2 separate regions of the Bombyx mori genome follow, and region 2 is linked to region 1. A link is a contact called in public Hi-C data. All regions are on one chromosome and are shown on one strand. Each heading gives the region's core, a stretch centred on a gene start, on an enhancer-like site or on the middle of the called end of the contact. The rest is flanking DNA. Distances are from core to core; before and after follow the strand shown.

Region 1 (6,628 bases), core at 3,538-6,037:
AGCTGAGCTCGCGGGCTCGACCTGAGAGTTTGCTAACACTAGCCCTAGCAAGAGCAGTGCTTTGCAGGATCTAGCCCACTGAGTTTCTCGCCGGATCTTCTCAGCGGGTCGCTTTTCCGATCCGGTGGTAGATTCTGCGAAGCACGGCTCTTGCTAGGGCCAGTGTTAGCAACACTCCGGTTTGAGCCCCGTGAGCTCACCTACATGTTAGGGCGAAGCTGAACTAGCCTTAAGGCTATCAGCATAGGTAGGAAAAAACAAAGCAGGATCTACGACCAGATCGGAATCGCGACCCGCTGAGAAGATCCGACGAGAAACTCAGTCTTTGGGTTAGTTTGCTCTTTGAATTCTTCATATTAATCGACGAGGAATGAAGCATATCGAGGGGTGAAAGGTTATTTGGTTTAAACATTTCGGTTAACATCCAACCTTTATCTTTGTAGTTATAGGTCTGTTTTTTTTGGTATTAATATCAACAATTCGATAATTTTAATTGGACGTCAATTATGTTTACCACATTCAAATAGCTGAATAAGTTTTTTATCGTGTTATAAATGGTTCTCCAGTAAAGTTGCAAAAATGTCACTTAAACCAAATGGCCTTTCAACCGTCGATGTGACGATAGGTGTCTATCCTCCATCATTCAGGATCGCATTCTCACTCTCTTCAGACATGCGTCGCGACGCAGTGACGACTCTGGAGCGCCTTGATGTACTGGACACGATTGAGGCTACCCATGATCTCGCCGGATCTTCTCAGCGGGTCGCGATTCCGATCCAGTAGTAGATTCATTCGCGAAGCAGCTGCTCTTGAGCTGTTAGGTCTCCTTCGGAGGCGCTCGGGCAGCTGTTAGCAAATCCCACCCTTCCTGGCTGGGCCTTTGCTCGCCCACCTGTCCTAGTGAAACTGGAAAGGCCTCAGGGCCATCAGTAACAACACTTCTATCAAAAAAAAAAAAAGTACAAGACCGCGCGGCAGATCACCGTTACGATGGACCGACCAGATAAAGACAACTAACTATAAAGGTCCCGTCAACGAGTGCTTAAGAAAGGCCGCGGCGCGCGAGGAATGGCGACGTCTTAAGAAGCGCACCACCAACCAAACTAATTACCACGACTCAGCCAAGAGTGCAAACGACTAAGAATTAAACAGATTTATTTTAACTATGCAACCGTTAACGGGCATACCTTGATGACACATGACGGAAAGTTCCCGGAGGGCGAACAACAATTGACCGAGTTTCATCACAATTGGATCAATGGTTTACTAATGCATAGATGGCAGACATACAGTTTTTTGTTTGGACTTATATGATTTCGGGTGACCTGAATTTGATAAGGCTGGTGGGCCAATTTAACCAATTGAAACCAGTCCGCGCGAAGTTGGAATAGCCCATAGGATACCAACGATTAGGTAGGGGAAAAACCATTTGAAATATGCTAACAGCTGCCTGAGCACCTAGGAAAGAGACCTAACAACTCAAGGGTAGCCGCTTCGCGAATGCATCTACTACCGGAACATACAATAAAATGTATTTGCCAAAGTAAATTCATCAAAACTGAGAAAAAATATGAGAAAAACGCTACGCTGTTTCCATTTAAATCTAGAATTCTAGACAGAGATGGCATATCACATTCCGTGCTTCTTACTTTGAAAATAAACCAATTTAGACACAATAAATATTTTGTGCTCTTCATACATTTTATAATAATGTATGAATCCTATATTTTAAGCTATCGCCCAAATCCCTTGACCAATGTTGCATTGAATGCACAGTTTAAAAAAAAAACAATGTTAATGTTACAGTAAATAAATAAACTGATAATTTTTTGGTACAACAATAATAACTTTTCTTGAATTAAAGTACTTGTGCGTTTTATTAATTCATTTTGTGTTAACTTTTTACCACCCGAAACTACATGATATTACGGCACAAAAAATAGTACCATGTACTTAGTTGTACTTCGTTGGTCTTGCAGACAAACACTAGGAATTGAAGAATTATTAACGATTAAAAAAAAAAGCTTTGACAAAAACATTCCCAGAATTGTTGCAGTCTGCTGCAAACAAAGAATGAAGAGTATATATTTTCCAATACATACATTTTTGTATGATTTTATTTATTTATTTATTTATGGTACAATTTATAAGGATAATTGCTTTTTTTCCTACCAATTAGCTGGTAGCCTACGGGGCTGTTCCAGCTATGCTATGCCTGGGAGGTGACACCTAACAGAGCATGCTAACCCAGACACTAGAAAGTGCCTCACATTATCTACCGCCACATCAGAATCGCATAATATTGTAAAGTATTTACAAGGATCAGGAAAAGGGCAGATTTTTATTATCTGATAAAGGCTTTACCTGTATGAGTATGAGAACCTGATATATATATATTTCAGATTCATAGGAAATGGAAGGCAGCTACTTGGCTGTTTCCCTGGCATTGCTGACGTCCATAAGTGACAGTAACCACTTACCATCAGGTTGACTGTATGCACGTTGGCCTATAAAGGCATTTAAAAAAACCTAGGAAATTCTAGTTTAGAGCCAGATGACTGTGTGTGTCACTTATCAGTAACTATTCATCATTATCTACTGATATTAGTAAACATATCTCATATAATATGCTTTACTAATTGTCTTCCAATGTCACAAACATAATTAAAGCTACTTCATTTTAATAATGTTATTTGTTGTCAATTAAAAATCAATCATCTTACAATGGTGCTTAAAATAAAATTATAAATTAAACCACAAAAGTAATTTAAATTTATGTCCTATTTACCATCCAACTACATTATGAATATTTGCTTAAATGAATTTGATGTCATGTAAAGATACATTTTGGTCAAAGATAAGTTGTGCGTTAGATGGATATGAGGTATCTTGATTGTTTGGAAGGTTTACTAACAACGTTTTTAAATATAATTACTCACCCTTTTAACTGGCCGGTCTTTCTTTGCAGCATGCTTCTTGTATTCTTCAAATTTGTCAGGGCACACTTCAGAGCATGAGAGAATCCTTCCATAATCAACTTCATCGTACAAACTGTCATCGGTCAAATTCTTCACAGTCTTTGACAAGTACAAATCGCAACAATCACTTTCAGAATCACTAGAGTCCGTATCAGAATCAGAATCACCGAATATATCGTTTGTGGTATAACAATCGTCGGGATTGTCTTCAAATACAATGAAGGAGTCTTCAGAATCGCATTCCGATGTTCTTCTTGTACGAGGGACATCGTTGAAGACAATTTGGAAGGAGTCCTCGCTGGACGTTGAAGCTTTATGAAAACGACCCGAAACCTCATCAAAGCTTTCATCCGGTTCAATGACAAGTTCAGACTTTTCCAAAGCTTTAAGCAGCGGTGAGCTTCCAGTACTGGAATTGACATCAACTTCTTCACCAAAATTCAAATTTTCATTAATGTTTACATTCAGGCTGGTGTCAGTGGAATTTTCAATGCTGTCGTCAGGCATACCAGGAAATAGTTCTTGTTTTCTTCTGGATTTAATATCCTCAATACCCTCGGTGTCTATATGTGTTTTGTTCCGACGTCTGTTCTGTAGTAATGCTCTGATTTTTTTTAATTTGTCTTCACAGGATGTGACCAAATCATAATTGGGATCTTTTTCTGTCACATTTCCAGTATTTTCCTTGGTCTGATGTGATTGAGAAACTAAATTGTGTTCGGGCATCTTAGAGAACTCAACTTTAATTTTAGGTGTTTCGATTTCCAAAAACTCCTCTTTATGATTTTGTGAGGGGATATAGTATTCAATAAATGCGCTTTGCGTTAACCTCATAAAATCTTCAGGTGAGAAAGCATCCTCAAATGACTCGTCGACAGAACTGGACTCGGCATACAACTTCTGATCTGTTGCCTCTTTACATTCTTTATTTGTAATCATAATTGGGAATAACTTGTCAATGTTACTGTCATCCGTTTTATTGTCAGATAAATCAGTGACTGTGTTCGGTGTTTTGTCCGTGATATTAAGAATGTTTTTGTAGTCACTTTTGGAATCCTGCCAGGTTTGTGGCAGTGTCCCTTGATAGATATCTGACGGTTTCGACCTACGGAACATGACGCCAGCGAGAGTGCTCATCATACCGCTAAAAAACCCAGTAATACCCGATAGAGTCGATTCGCCACCAATTTTATTCTCTTGACTCTTGACTTTTTCACCTTCGGTCATATTCATGGCTAATGTGTCACCAAGATTCTTCATCAATGGATCGGGTAGTGTATGCAATTTATTGAACAATTCCTCACCGTACACACTCTTCATATCGCTATCATTCAGGGCATCCGTGTGGTATTTTCCGTTGGTATAACAATTTTGTTTGAAATACTGCGGATCGTGTCTGACGCGCATTTCACGGCTCAAAAAATTCATTTTCGAGAAATTTCTTTTACGTTGCACACGATACACTATTAAAGTATTTTCTTATATCAGGCGAAGGTCTGTGAGGGTATCTGCAACACTTTCCACAAAACGCAACACAACAATCAGAATTTAAATTAAATAGGTCTTTGTTTGGTACACAGTTCAATGTTTTCACGTATTTGTTGGTGTTATTTCTAGTAAGAAAATCTTTGTTACTTGTTGATTTGTTTGTTTCGAAATTAAAATCGCTTAAGGGCTCCATTGTGACAATAAATGTATTACACGTCTTTATAGTTCGGCCATTTTGAAAGAAATAAATTTGACAAGATTTTGGTGGAATGGCGGGCGACTAGAGAGCTACATTAACAAACCAGTGAACGAACTGATATTTTATAGTACACAGTGCGATATCAAGTATACTATGGGCTTTTTGGCGGGAACGCGAGGAGCCAAGTTGTACGAATGGTTCTATTTTGTTAATTTAGTATTTTTTATGTTTAAATATGTAATCACGGTGGTTTGTTAATCATTTAACACCGCTGAAAATCAAACCAAATTGCTGAACATAATTTCTCGGGTTTTTAAAAAAAACACGCAGAAGGTTCAATAAATTGCCACTGTCTTACTGGAACATTAATACATCTCATTTCATTCCATTTCAGTAAACTACATTCCAATGGATTAGAAGTTCAAATATTTGAACGTATATTCTTATCTTCTTCTCTCTTTATGGCGTTTCCTTTTAGATTTCGCCAATGTCAAGTGTATTTAATACTCTGCTTTCTATAGCGGGCTTCGTGAACGAGCAAGGTCACAGATATTCACTAAGAATTAAGTGAGTAGCTAAGAATGTTTGATGACAGGATCTCTGTTGATTTACCTAAAACAATATACATACAACATATATATACAGGGGTTAGTTCGATAACAGACAGACAAACTACAGCTTAATATTATTATGGTTAATGAATGAACTAAGAATATAAACGAAAGGGGAGTTGACAAGGGAAAGAAGAGATTTGAGATCAATGGGGCGAGGAATATCAGGAGGAAGGAGATCATAGAGGGAGGAAGATAGACGAGGACAACTGAAAAACATGTGATTTGGAGAGCCTTCGTCAAGACCACATTATTTGAACGTATAACCAATTTTTTTGGGCAAGACTGGCTTTTCAATTGATTTCAAAAGGCTATCATCATTAATTAAATTTATCTATCTAATCTAAATTGGGTATACTGCGATAACCCCAAGAGGAGAAAAAGCCACGTTGTGGGAATATACAGAATATATGTATGTCCGCAACCAGTATTGTACGCAAATTAAAATTTTTCGTGCTGTGTGAAGAATCTTCTCAACTATTTTGTAGGCACAGATAATTTTATTGAAACGCACTAGGAAGTGTCAAAGTGTCAAACAATAATGACATTACCACTGACATTACTGAATATTGACAATTGACATTCCGGCACTGCTCGCATTACGCGGAAGTGCACTCTTTGTTTCCTTTTCCTTAAATTTTCAAAACAAGAAAATTTTGAACTTAATTTTCCAAACATGGAAGTAACAGATTTAAGTGATATATTAAATGTGAGATCCATCAAAATGGAAACTAGTGACGTTAGTTTCGATGAAACAAGTGCTGTTAGTGATCCGATGTCGATTATACCTCAATATGTTACCGAGAGTGATTTAGGTTGGTTGCTTCCTTGTCCAACTAGATTTAAAAAAAAACAATTAAATTTTTAATTCTATAACTCCGAAAATAAACATATGGAATCCAATAGAAGGAATTTTAAACAATGCGTCATTAGGCGGACTGTATTATTTATTCAACTTCCATATTAGAACTTGATATGAAATCCCTAGTTTCAAATTTATATGGAGAATCTACTTTATACCTAATTAGAATGTAAATGTTGACAATTCAATAATCTTGCATATTAATAAACTGGCTGATTAAAACTTTATTTAAAAAATTCCTCGTTATCCTAATAATACAACTTACATTAAACTTTTCATTATAATTCATATTTAATTATAATAATTTAATAATAAATTTTCATACTTTGATTATGACAGTGACACGTTAGAAGGACTAAAAACACACAAAACAAATTAAGTTGCTAATTTGCATCCATTAATGGAATAAAACTCTCAAACTTACGAGAATAGAATTTGATAGTGGCCATTTCATCCTACGTTTTATGGTGTAGTATTCTGATACTTTGTG
Region 2 (6,445 bases), core at 3,515-6,014, 810 kb before region 1:
TAACTGCTGGGATATTCCCTTGGGCTCAACTGTGTGCTTAGTGCGAGTTGCCCCTAACGGCAAACGTAGGCAAACGTTTCGACTTCATACAAACTTGAGTTAACTTTTACGCTATCGAGAACGTTAAACTCGCATTAAGCACGCTGTAGTGTCCTTAGTGGTGCGTCCAATAATTTCAATGTCCTTCCTGAATCCGTTACTGACGACTCTAGCGACGCAACTTTGCCGGTATTCAAGTCCCGCAGACGCTAGGTATCCCACTAGGTGGGGTCGGCACAGCTAATTTTTCTCTTCCGTTCACTTTTATCAGCCGTCAGCTCAACACTCACTCTTCTCTCTCTCTCATATCGTCATTCACACACTCCATCCATGTCTTCTTCGGTCGACCTCATCCCCCTCTACCTTGCACTAACATTACATCTCCTAGTCACATGCATCTTCTCTCTACGCATCACACGTCCATGCCACGCTATCCGTCCGCTCTTTAATTTGTTAATTACCGGGGCTACTTTCACACTTTTTCTGTGTGCTGTGTAATAAAAATCAAATCCATAAAATCTATAAATTTCCGTAATTATGTGCTAGGATATGTTACGTGTGTTAGTGTGTTACGATCTTCTCTGAACATCAACTTCCACAATGCCCTTCATGAAGCTAAGGAGATGGAGGGAAATCGTACGGGAGAAACTGATGCAGCGGGGGAGTCATAACCTTCAGTAATGAGGAAAGCGACGCGAGGAGGATATGTTAAGAGTGAATCCCGACCTGCTTTGCTAGCCGAGCTTTGATTCTACTTGGCTCGGACCCTACCATATTGCCCACGTCCACCCGCGAGGCCAGTGTAAAGATTCCCTGAATAGTTCATCGACATCAGTCCAGCCGTTTCGAAGTCTACAGGGAACGTACACACATCGACTCTTATAGGCACCGCTCTGCCCCCACACAACATGACCGCCTCTTTCTGGCGCGAAACAATGGTCCCTTCAGCCTCCTTGACGGACCAGCACCATGTACCCGTGCAGTTCCGTGAAAAGGACCCACAACCGTCCCCACAGGTGAGAGAGAGACGAAAGATGTGCTCCACATACCGTTGCGTGCCGTCGAGGGGTCCGCCTGCGGCGTGGCTCACGTTCCAAGGGTTTTGATCGAAAGAAAAGTAATAGTACCTTGGCGAGCTCGGGTTTACGATCACCTCATTTACCTGCGCAACAAAAAGTGGATACAATTATCAACAGTTGCACGGAACGGCTCGTGGCGCGTCGAGCCAAGGCTCTGAAGCTGCGTTACTTTAAGACAAATATTTTTTGTATGGAAATTAGCGACATCTTGTAGCGGATTCCCCTAAACTTATATGCTGTTAAAGTTAAGGCATTTAATTACTGTATAACTAAACACAGAAAATAAAAAAATAATAAATCATACAAGTGCTTATTTGTTGTACAAAATTTACAAAATCGTTCATTAAAGATAAAATATAGGACAGGTAATATGTTACTGCTATCTACAGGAGCAATGAGAAACTAATTGAAGTGAAGCCATCTAGTGGCCGACGCCCGTAAACATTTTTGTTGAGTGTTTGAGTTGCTTATCTATAGCTAATTTATGTGTATTATGTATGCGTCGAGCGACGGACGTAAGGACGAACCTTGCCCAGTTCTATGTAGAAATCTTCGACCCTCTTCAGTTTTATGTCGACGGATACGTTAGCGCTACTGGACGTCGTCAGCTGTACAGTTGGAGGACTCTCTCTTCTTATGTCTGGAATGTTTTGACTAATTATACTGGTGGTAGGACGTCTTGAATCCGCACGGGTAGGTACCACCACCCTGCCTATTTCTGCCGTGAAGCAGTAATGCGTTTCAGTGTGAAGGATGGGGTAGCCGTTGTACTGTTAAGAGTGAGACCTTACAACTCATATCTCAAGGTGGGTGGCGGCATTTACGTTGTAAATGTCTATGGGCTTCTGTAACCACTTAACATCAGGTAGGCCGTAAGCTCGTCCAACACATCTAAGCAATAAAACACAAAAAAAAGACAAATTAAAATATGAATACTATCAATGTAATCCAAATCAATTTCATATTCAATATTTAGCGTAACTCATAAACTACTGGTCAAATCTTGATGGATTTTGAATGGGACCCCACGAAAAAGTCAGATTTTCTAAAAAAAATCATCAAAATTGGTTCACCCAGAAAACCCTGAACTTTGAAATCCTTACACAACACGAAAAAGCATTTGGCAGAAAAAAAAAACACACATCATCACAGTAAACAATCCTGTATGATCACAGATGGAAGTTAAAGAGATGAGACAGACACTGACCTGAACCTGCATCGTGAGGGCACAAAGTCCTGCCCATGTCGTTTAGCATCAAGAAGTAATCGTCTGTCTGTAGCACCAACGGGAGTTCCCATGAGGACACGCCTGAAACAAAATGCAGGCACTTCTCTCCACAAACTATATTTGTAGTAGGCTAAACTTATAATTATCGTTCTAGCAGTTCAATTGATGATGAATCCACGAGATGTGGACACTTACAGTATGACTAGTCTGTCAGCCCAAGTTCTCTCAGCGAGGTATGGACAGAGCCATACGCAGGGCTTCTCTGAAGGATAAATAAAAAAATGCAGTTACTTGCAGAGAACTAAAGTCATTGACATAGCTCATGAAATTGAAGTGGCAGTGGGCTGGACATATGTGCCGTACAACCAACAATCACTGAAGTGTGAGGTTCTTGAGTGGCAAACGTACTATGGAACACCCCTGGCCAAATGGATCGGTGTAGGGTGGCCAGCAAGAGATTAATGAAAGGAGCCAAAAATTGGGCTTAGTGGTCTAAATTGGAAGAGTTTTATATCCAACACTGGATAACTGTGATGAGCTGCTGATCATGTTGAATCCGCAACACAGCAAGTGACTAATGCATAGGGAAGAAGGTTGATACAAGCCATACTCTTTCACTGACACTGTTTATTAGGAGCATTGCTTGAGCTTCTCAGGCTTTCTTCAAAAAAGAGTAAAATAACTAAAATATCATTAGCATTTTTTAATTATTATTATCTCAATGATTCAGCCCTCTCAGTCTTCATGTTCAACTTGTGTGTTTACTTACCTTTCTGTTGTGTGGCCGTAATGAATAGAGGATGATCACTTGTGAGTGTACTATTAGTTGTTACGTGAACTCTTGTAGGGAAACCAAGGAGCTTATCAGAGTCCTAAAATAATATTTACATAATTAAAATAATATTGTTTTAATAATTCATTTAGTCAATTACAAATTTAATTCGAGACTCCTTTGGGTGGGCTACCTTACTAAACGGAAACATGTCTCCAAGTCACTTTGTGACAAGAGGTAACACAAAGGTAATTTGTCTTCCTGATTATTCCTATTATTATTGCATTTATTTCATTGTTGTGCTAAAGTCCATCAAATTTCAGGTAGCCTCACATTTATTATAATAAATAAAAACAAATATAATCACCACTGACCTCGGTAAAGTCTAAAATTTGTTCAATGGTGTTGTTTACTTGTAAATTAATCCAAGTGTCGTAATTATATCTGTAATTGAATGGTAATTTTAATTCATTTTTTAAAATAAAGAATGTTGAAATTAAATTTAAAATAAAAAAAATAAAATAAAAAAAACCTGCTGATAATGACTGTTTGTAAACACTATTTAGTATTACCATCCTTACCATACTATAAGGACACTGTCTCAAGCTTGTTATAAACTACTTTGAGAGAGTCATGTTTCCTCAACTACCTATAGTGTGTCAAGCTAGCAGGTCATTTGATGTTAAATGAGTACTGAAGCTTACATTGAATGTTGTCCTCTTTCAAACACAAGATAAGTCTCAAATACAAAGCTGTCACTCCGTAGAAATTGGATGTCCAATTTATTCTAACCAGATATGACCAAGGTACTCAACACTTTATTGACCAAAAGTTTATATATCAGTTTTCAACTGTTGAAACTAGCTAGCAACCATTTTCTGTTCTATTAGCAGTTGTATCACTAACCTCTCTGTTCATTATATCTTATGAATTACAATGAAGAACGCTCACGACTAAGCCATTCCTTACTGTGTAGCAGCCTCACCAATATCAATAGTGTTAAAAAAGAAGAGTTAAGACAGTTGAACAGAAGTGATGGTACTAGCTCGATTCCAGTCTCTACTCTATTCATGGACCAGATATGCATGATATTTGATCAAAAAAAAAATTTTTAAGTAAGATTTTACAGCTATGCTCACTACAGATGTAATTAGTCCATAAACTCTCAATAAATACTCACTACAACAAATTAATTATTTTTATTTTATTCTTAATTTTCGACTGCAACTAGCATGATTTTTATCATTTATTTATTTATATATAAGAATTCTTCTGTACTTACATATTGTACTGAAATGTTCTATTCACAGCTAAGTTAACGCTGTTTTTAAAACAATATGATATTTTAATTAGCATTAACAATAATATCTTTCGATATCCCATCATTGTTCTTATTTTAATAATTTCACACTAACTAAGAACGAATCGTGTTCGTCAACGTTATTTCATTATTTGTACTAGCTAATTTTAGGAACTATTTGAATTGGGTATCTATCTATTGGTTACATATTTTTTTCGACTTATTTGTATAGTCATCGGTCCATAAAATTTATAGATATCACTTGTGAAATTATCTATTCTTCAAAGATAAGTAAAATGATTCATTTGGAGGACAACACATTAATAGGTTATGTTGTTGATTGAATAGTGTAAACTGTAAATAGTGCTACACCTGAATTTAAGCGATTCATTATGCACTAGGTATTTGCTACTAAGTACGCTGACCTGGTTGCGGCAACAAGATACTCGAAACACTAAAAGAAATTTACTGGGCCACGCGCTATCGCGTATATCGCTTTATTCTTATGTATAAAATTTGCATTCATCAAATTTGGATGAAAGTACATATATCAATTAATAAAACGGATTGGCTTTTAATTATTTGTATAAAGGGAGTCACAGTTTTTGTTTCTTGTCACGAGTATCAATTTCCTATGCTAGTATTTATTTCCAAAGCTTTAACAATACCTCCAATTTAAGATTTTAATAAACGATTCTACTCTTTACTCAAAACAAGAATCTATTGTCCCAAAAAAGGTATAAACTAGATAGTAATTTGATCCTTACTTTTTGATATCTCAGGTGGACTTCATTATTATAGGACTGTACTACATTGAGAGGAAGGAAGCCAAATTTATTAGAATGCTTTTGAACCAAGCCATAAAATCTACAAAAGAACAGTGTTTTGGCCAAGTGGCGACTGATATTTTCTAAATTATTCGTTAAATCAGTTAGTAGCATTTCTTTGTTTTACTTATTCCACAAACTGGACATCTATCAGCCTTTTTCTAACCAAGCTTAATATCGGATGAGAACTGGTAAAATAAAATAATGATTTATTCGGAAAATACATAAATAACCAAACCGTAGGATTTTCACAACGACTACCAAAAACTGGGCTTATCATTTATTTGTATAAGCGTTAAGACACTGCTATAAAAGATAATATCTATACGATTGCAGTCACGCGTTCAATTGATTTCTGAATGGTTAAGGTTTCCGTTACTTTGCAACCGGGTATAGTTTTTGTAATGTTTCATGTGATAATCATGCATTTTTATTTATTTAATCGTTACCATCGCTGATGGACGTCAGTAATGCCAGGTGCCAGGATACTACCAAGTATTCTATCAGAGCCCCTTTATGTTGGGCTTAGGGCCGAAATTCCTCACTAGATACCAGCGCCAAAAGGGAACGTATGACAGTGGTCAACCCTGCAAATTGACACGAGGTCTGTTACAAGGACACTTGGCCAACGGAATCGTGGTAGGAAATCTTAGTGATGTAGGCATTCATTAAGAACCACCGGCCACAATCCTCGTCGAACTCTTCGTCGTAATTGAGCGAACTAGCCTATAGACAGAGCCCACTGAATTTCTCGCTGAATCTTCTCAGTACGTCGCGATTCTGATCCGATGGTAGATTCTGCGAAGCACTGCTCTTGCTAAGGCTAGCGTTAGCAAGTTCTGTTAGGGTGAGTCCGTGAGATCGCCTACCCGTCCGCGCGTAGCTGAAATATCCCCTTGCTATCGGCGAATAGGTAGGGGAAAAAAAACTATGAGCATATTATGCACAGATACTATCCAGAATAGATTTTCTCTATTTATCATCATATTTATTAACAACGCATACGCATATAACAAAAACAAAACAAAGGTAGTTTTCCAATTACAGAGCATAATGCGACTCAGTGACGCACAATGCCGAATTATGCTGAAGCTTAGTTGAGCATTATGCCGCATAATGCGCTCTTGTGCTGTAATTGGAAAACTACCAAAAAAACCGTTTACGTGATAACGTTAAGTGTATAATCTATGATTGTTATGG

Evidence for each region. A called contact is a pair of places that touch in the nucleus more often than the background predicts.
Region 2: a contact with region 1 is called in a Hi-C map of posterior silk gland, with 2.6 times the contacts expected there. The contact joins the promoter of Sir-1 here to the promoter of LOC101742884 in region 1. A contact is called at or near these places in 2 of 7 Hi-C or Micro-C datasets (middle silk gland and posterior silk gland).

Annotation. Positions count from the first base shown.
Region 1 is chr23:20,541,459-20,548,086 of ASM3026992v2, reverse strand. It overlaps LOC101742884, which reads right to left and starts at 4,787. Exons shown (of 3, transcript XM_004925927.4): 1 at 2,940-4,787. The coding sequence starts at 4,406. It overlaps LOC101742733 (DNA-binding protein Ets97D), which reads left to right and starts at 5,848. Exons shown (of 11, transcript XM_012690230.4): 1 at 5,848-6,091. The coding sequence starts at 5,953.
Region 2 is chr23:21,353,241-21,359,685 of ASM3026992v2, reverse strand. Sir-1 (sid-1-related gene1) reads right to left here and starts at 4,764. Exons shown (of 20, transcript NM_001113264.1): 1 at 4,401-4,764; 2 at 3,493-3,562; 3 at 3,116-3,218; 4 at 2,326-2,427; 5 at 1,646-1,758; 6 at 1,089-1,201. The coding sequence starts at 4,504.